2 separate regions of the Mus musculus genome follow, and region 1 is linked to region 2. A link is a contact called in public HiChIP or PLAC-seq data. All regions are on one chromosome and are shown on one strand. Each heading gives the region's core, a stretch centred on a gene start, on an enhancer-like site or on the middle of the called end of the contact. The rest is flanking DNA. Distances are from core to core; before and after follow the strand shown. Region 1 holds the start of Calcoco2 (calcium binding and coiled-coil domain 2). Region 2 has its middle 5.6 kb from the start of Gm38957.

Evidence for each region. HiChIP or PLAC-seq counts read pairs in DNA pulled down with a chosen protein or histone mark.
Region 1: an H3K27ac HiChIP or PLAC-seq map of embryonic stem cells shows a contact between it and region 2, with 3 times the contacts expected there. The contact joins the promoter of Calcoco2 here to the enhancer-like site in region 2. A contact is called at or near these places in 2 of 39 promoter capture datasets (the SN4741 cell line and pre-B cells), 1 of 484 Hi-C or Micro-C datasets (nephron progenitors), 1 of 115 datasets of contacts at active chromatin or transcription factors (embryonic stem cells) and 1 of 9 other capture datasets (embryonic stem cells).

What each region holds. Positions count from the first base shown.
Region 1 is chr11:96,110,585-96,113,284 of GRCm38.p6, reverse strand. It overlaps Calcoco2 (calcium binding and coiled-coil domain 2), which reads left to right and starts at 1,323. Exons shown (of 6, transcript NM_001271018.1): 1 at 1,323-1,348.
Region 2 is chr11:95,769,862-95,772,590 of GRCm38.p6, reverse strand. No RefSeq gene overlaps it. Among named protein-coding and RNA genes, the nearest start is that of Gm38957, 5.6 kb to the left of the region's middle. Within about 2 kb of position 1,475, at least 39 of the 459 cell types and tissues checked have an H3K27ac peak or open chromatin away from gene starts, as enhancers often do. A contact at or near this core is called in embryonic stem cells, where this site is marked.

The DNA.
Region 1 (2,700 bases), core at 74-2,573, 340 kb before region 2:
CCATAGGCAACGTGCATTTGGTATCCTCTGGGTAATTTTTGTTTGTTTTGCTTTGTTTTGAGACAGGGTTTCTCTGTACATGGCATGCGCCACCATTGCCCAGCTCCTATGGGTAATTACAAAAAAAAATAAAGGTAGCAGCCATGGTGGTGTTTCACATCTGTAATCCTTGCACCTGAAAGCCTGAGGCAGGAGGACTGCCTTGAGTTCAAAGTCATGCTTGTGATAAGAATCACACAATTCAGGCAGTGGTGGCACAGGCCTTTAATCCCAGCACTTGGGAGGCAGAGGCAGGCAGATTTCTGAGTTCGAGACCAGCTTGGTCTACAGAGTGAGTTCCAGGACAGCCAGGGCTACACAGAGAAACCCTGTCTTAAAACAAAACAAAACAAAAACATGAAAAGAAAAAGAAAGATTGAAGGGGAGGGAGACTCTGCTCATTCTGTGTCTACAGTAAAGAGACTTTTAATGAAGAAGTCACATGCCTTTTCCTTCAGGACCTGAGGATACCAGAAAGCTCTAGAGCACAAGGGCAACTTTCTCTCCATAAATTCAAAGCTGGCCCCTCATACATATAAAATGGGGATTAAAAAAAAAAAAAAAAGACTTTCTGAGTCAAGTCACAGAAGACCCAAAAAGGAGTTTAACAGATTTTCTTTCAGGACAGGAGTGAGCATTATTTTTTTAATAGACAAGGTCTCAGATAGTCCAGGCTGACTTCAAACTTGGTTGGCGACCAAATCTAACCCTGAACTGCTGACCTTGTGTTCCTGTGCTTAAAAACTGGAATTAGAGGTATCTACTACCAAGTGTGTGTGTGTGTATCAGACTAAAATGCCAGAGTCTGATCTGCAGCTATAGGACTATTAGTGACCAAAGTGTTTTGGTTTTTGGTTTTTTTGGGTTTTTTTTTTTTTTTTTTTTCTTTTTGGTTTTTTGAGACAGGGTTTCTCTGTGTAGCCCTGGCTGTCCTGGAACTCACGCTGTAGACCAGGCTGTCCTCGAACTCAGAAATCCGCCTGCCTCTGCCTCTGCCTCCAGAGTGGTAGGATTAAAAGCATGTGCCACCTCCGCTCAGCCCTAGATGAACTCTCAATGCCCTTTCAAGGATATGAGCTTTGAGCAAATTAAAATATAAACACAAACAAGAACAACAACAAAAAACCAGTTTGCCATCGGGGTGATAAAAAAGGCAAATCCAGCTCTTCAAAAAAGGCACTAAATGTCCCAGCTGTCCCGCGGCAAGGGCGGGGTTTGTGACTCAGTGGGCCGGGCCTGCCCATCCCTTCAGTCCTTAAACTCGCCCACCCGCCTTTCCCAGCGCTAGTGCTGCTGGCTGCTGTTCCTGGTGAGTACCTTAAGGGGTGCAATTGAGCCCTTGGATCCCGGAATTCAGACCTTGAGACAGGGTCTACAGGCAGGGCAGGGTGTGGGGGCTTCGGCATCACCCTAGGCCGTCTTGGAGTGCTCCGATTACCCACAGTGGGTTTGGGAGGGCGTGGGACCCCTTTCGAGTCCTGAGAAATTCTGGCTGGTTTTTCCAGAGACCAGACCTGTTGGGTTCGTCTCTGACAGGAGTCAGGGTCCTGCAGCAGTGGCCCTATGTATGGGTTCGCGGTGGTACCCAGACCCATCACCCCAGTGTGCTGAGGTTCCAAACCTAGCCTTGCTGTGTCACCCACCATGGCCTTCCAGGGCTCTGGCCACTTGTGTCCTGTAACTGTAGGTTGCTCTAGGCAGCCCAAGTGGAAAAGTTGTCAGTGCCTCAGGTGACCATGGATGGAGCTTAGAAGAATAATTTTGAGATGTTATATTATAACTTAACAGACTTTTTCTTATTTTTTTTTAAACTTTGGGGAGGACCCGTCTGTTTTTGTTGTTGTTTGTTGTTGTTGTTGTTGTTTTTAAGATTTATTATATCTAAGTACACTGTAGCTGTCTTCAGGTGCACCAGAAGAGGGCATCAGATCTTATTAGAGATGGTTGTGAGCCACCATGTGGTTGCTGGGATTTGAACTCAGGACCTTTGAAAGAACAGTTAGTGCTCTTAACCATTGAGCCATCTATCCAGCCCCAAGATGTATTTATTTATTAAGTGCACGGTATTCTGCTTGCATTTATGCCTGCAAGCCAGGAGAGGGCACTAGTCCTCAGTACAGATGGTTGTGAGCCACCCTGTGGTTGCTGGGAATTGAACTCATGACCTCTGGAAGAGCAGACAGTGCTCAACCTCTGAGCCCTTTTTCTTATTTTTTGCAAAAGAAAAAACTCATATAACAAAGGACTTCATTTACCAGGCGGTTGTTAGTTCATGCCTTTAATCTCAGCACTTGGTAGCACTTGAGAGGCAGAGGCAGAGGCAGGTGGATCTCTGTAAATTGTAGACAAAGGTCAGTTTGTCTACCTCAGGGAGTTCCAGGACATCCAGGGCTACACATTTTATACACTAGGTCTTTTCTTTTTGAAATTGTTATATTATGTGCATTGGCGTTTTGCTTGTATGCATGTATGTCTGTGAGGGTGTCATGTCCTCAAACTGGATAGATAGTTGTAAGCTGCCTTGCAGTTGCTGGAAATTAAACCTAGATCCTCTGGAAGACCTCTTAACCATTGAGCCAACTCTCCAGCCCTGTAACTATCAGGTCTTTGTAGCTTACTTATCATGCAAGATTAGGGATGCCTAGACCAAGTGCTTTACTG
Region 2 (2,729 bases), core at 226-2,725:
GAGACTCAGTCACTATAACTAACTGGACAGGCAGGTGGGGGACAGGAAGAATGTTATTCTTAAGGGACCAGGCTGGATTTGGGGCTTAGGGTAGGCACACTACCAACAGCATTGGAGATACGAACCAATAATACAGACGTGGGTCACATGATTACATAAAATGAACAATCATTGACCAAGGGGCCCTCAAAATGTCATCTGAGCTTGGAGAAGAAATGAAGAGAAGACACGTGGGAATATGGCTACTTTTCTTTTTTTACTTTGAACATTAGCATGAAGTTGGTTACCGTACACATCCAAAGGCCCAGCATGTTGGGGGGAAAAAATCATTAAATGGCACACCTTGTACCAGAGTCTCAATAAGAATAAAATATACAATGCTACATTGAGTGGTTAAAAATACACAAAAAAGTAGTTTTAACAATCTATAAATTTTTATACTTAAAATCATGATTGAGTTGAAATTAAAAAAAAGTGCATTTCCATTGCTAAAAAAATAATATTGGTAGAGTTAACACAGGGAAGCATATCATCACGCCGGGGGTCTGACAGGATGCTAGGGAAAAGATGGCTAAGGGAAGCCAGGCATCTGGACCAGTTCAGAGCCCACCTGGCTCCACCCACCATGCGGCCAGCTCCCTGGGCCAAGCCCTCCTCTCCCTCCTTCCCATCCTAGTAAGACTCTGTCCTGCCCACCACTCACCCCCACCCACAACTGAAGGCCCAATGACCTTCTTTACAGCACCCCTCACCGTCCCAGCTTGACCTTCAACGCCCTCTACAGAGGTAAGGATTCCAGATTAGACGTAGTCTTAAACCTTCTTGACCTTGCAGGCAGGACTGGAACCAAGCAGTTCCTGCCTTCTTACACTCCTCCGGACGAACATTCAACAGCAAGCTTTGTAAACCTAAGGCTAAGGATTCCTGGCAAGAACACTGGACTTCCTTTAAGAAATGAGAAAGTGCAAGTGACCTCAGGACTGTGGGGACACCCGGACACCTGCTATCTACCCTGGTCACTGCTTCCCTTCCACTTCTGCCTGGGCTGGAATTACAAGGACCCCCCGACTGGCACTGCACAGACTCTTGCTGGGGGAAAGGACCAGGAGAAAATCAGCAGGAGGCCCTTCCACAGGAAAATGCTTCCTGACCCTGCAAGGTAAACAGCCTCAGGCCTGTGCTTTCCTGAGTGGATAGCCAACTGTTCCTCTGGAGACACTGCAAAGGACGCATTCAATATTCCCCGAGAGCTGAAGAGGGCCAGGAGCCCAAAGACAAGGAACCTGTGCAGAGAGAGGGCCAGGCCTGCTCTGGGAGACCTTCCTACCCACCTGGAGCAGAAAAAGTGAGAGAGCGTGTGCTTACACATGAGAGGTCCCCACTGCTGTCACAGATGTGATAGGGCAGACTGGGCTGCAATGGGAGGGTGGAAACAGGGAGGAGGGTCACCTTTAGTTCTGCGTTTAGTAAACAATGGAGCCTTTATGATAAGGGCTAGCTTTCGGTTTCATGGAACCAATATTAACAAAGGCTTGCTGGTTATGATGCCTGACGAGCCACATGGACCTCAGACACAGGACCCCATCTCTGCTCACATCACCAGGCCTGAGTAACTGCTCAACTTAGTGATCGTGAAAATGTTTTAGTCAAATCCAATCAGTGAGCCAAGAGGTAGCCCAGAAGAGACTTAAAAGCTAAGAAGAAAGTACTTTATCGCCCCGTATGGCCAAAACAAGTACTGCAGAGGAAACAAAAACCCAAAACAACCCTCACCCCTACTCCCAACCCCTCATATTCTGGAAGATAATTCACCTGGTTTTTTGAGGCCACATATCTAGCAATACAATTTGAGAAGTAAACACAGACATTACACTACACCATTTATTTCTTTCCAACTTAACTCAAGTGAGTGATCATGTGTATTTTCCAATGCAGCCAGAGTCACAGAGCCTACTCGGGGTGTGATGGAGACCCTGTTTCTGGCTCCCTGGCTCCCTACATGGTAAGGCAGATGGAGAGGCTGTGCTCGTTCACGGGAGCCAGAGACACAGAAACAAGCCACTGCTCTCTTTTCAGACCCATACAGGCAGGCTCTTGACTCGACTGAAACCATCCGATTTCCTTTTGACATTAAACAAAGCCCCAGCTTCCCTCCCTTTTTGAGCATCTCCATCACCTATAAAATCATTTTCGAGTAATCTGCCATATCCCCAATCTCACCAGAGAAGCTCAAATAGGATGAAGGTAAGCTGGGGTTAGTGATGGGGAAACCTCTGAGGGGCAACAACTCTCTTTGATACTTGACCAAAAGTATCCTAATCCAGACACAATAACGCAGCCATCCTTCTCGAAGGGTATGGGTCTTCCCAGTGACAGGTGACTATGGCTCTTCGCTATCCAAACGCCCGGGACACTGGAGAAAAAGGAACCGATTCAAAGCACCCAGTTCCCAAGACTGACCGCAGCGGCAAACATGGAGGGTCCTTTAGACACTTGGGAATGATTTCTGCACCACAGACTCTACCTCTTCCAGTGTGCATGCCGCTCTCAATCCAAACAGCCAGTGGGGCATTCCAATGTCTTGACTTCTGTATTTTCAACCCAATTCTCACAATTTGGTATTGTCCCACCCACTGGCATCCTGTCTGTTCACAGACAAAAAAAAGGATGAAAAATTTATCAACAGCCGCCTTTCAAGTCTCCCACGGTGTGCGACCATCAATCAGTCT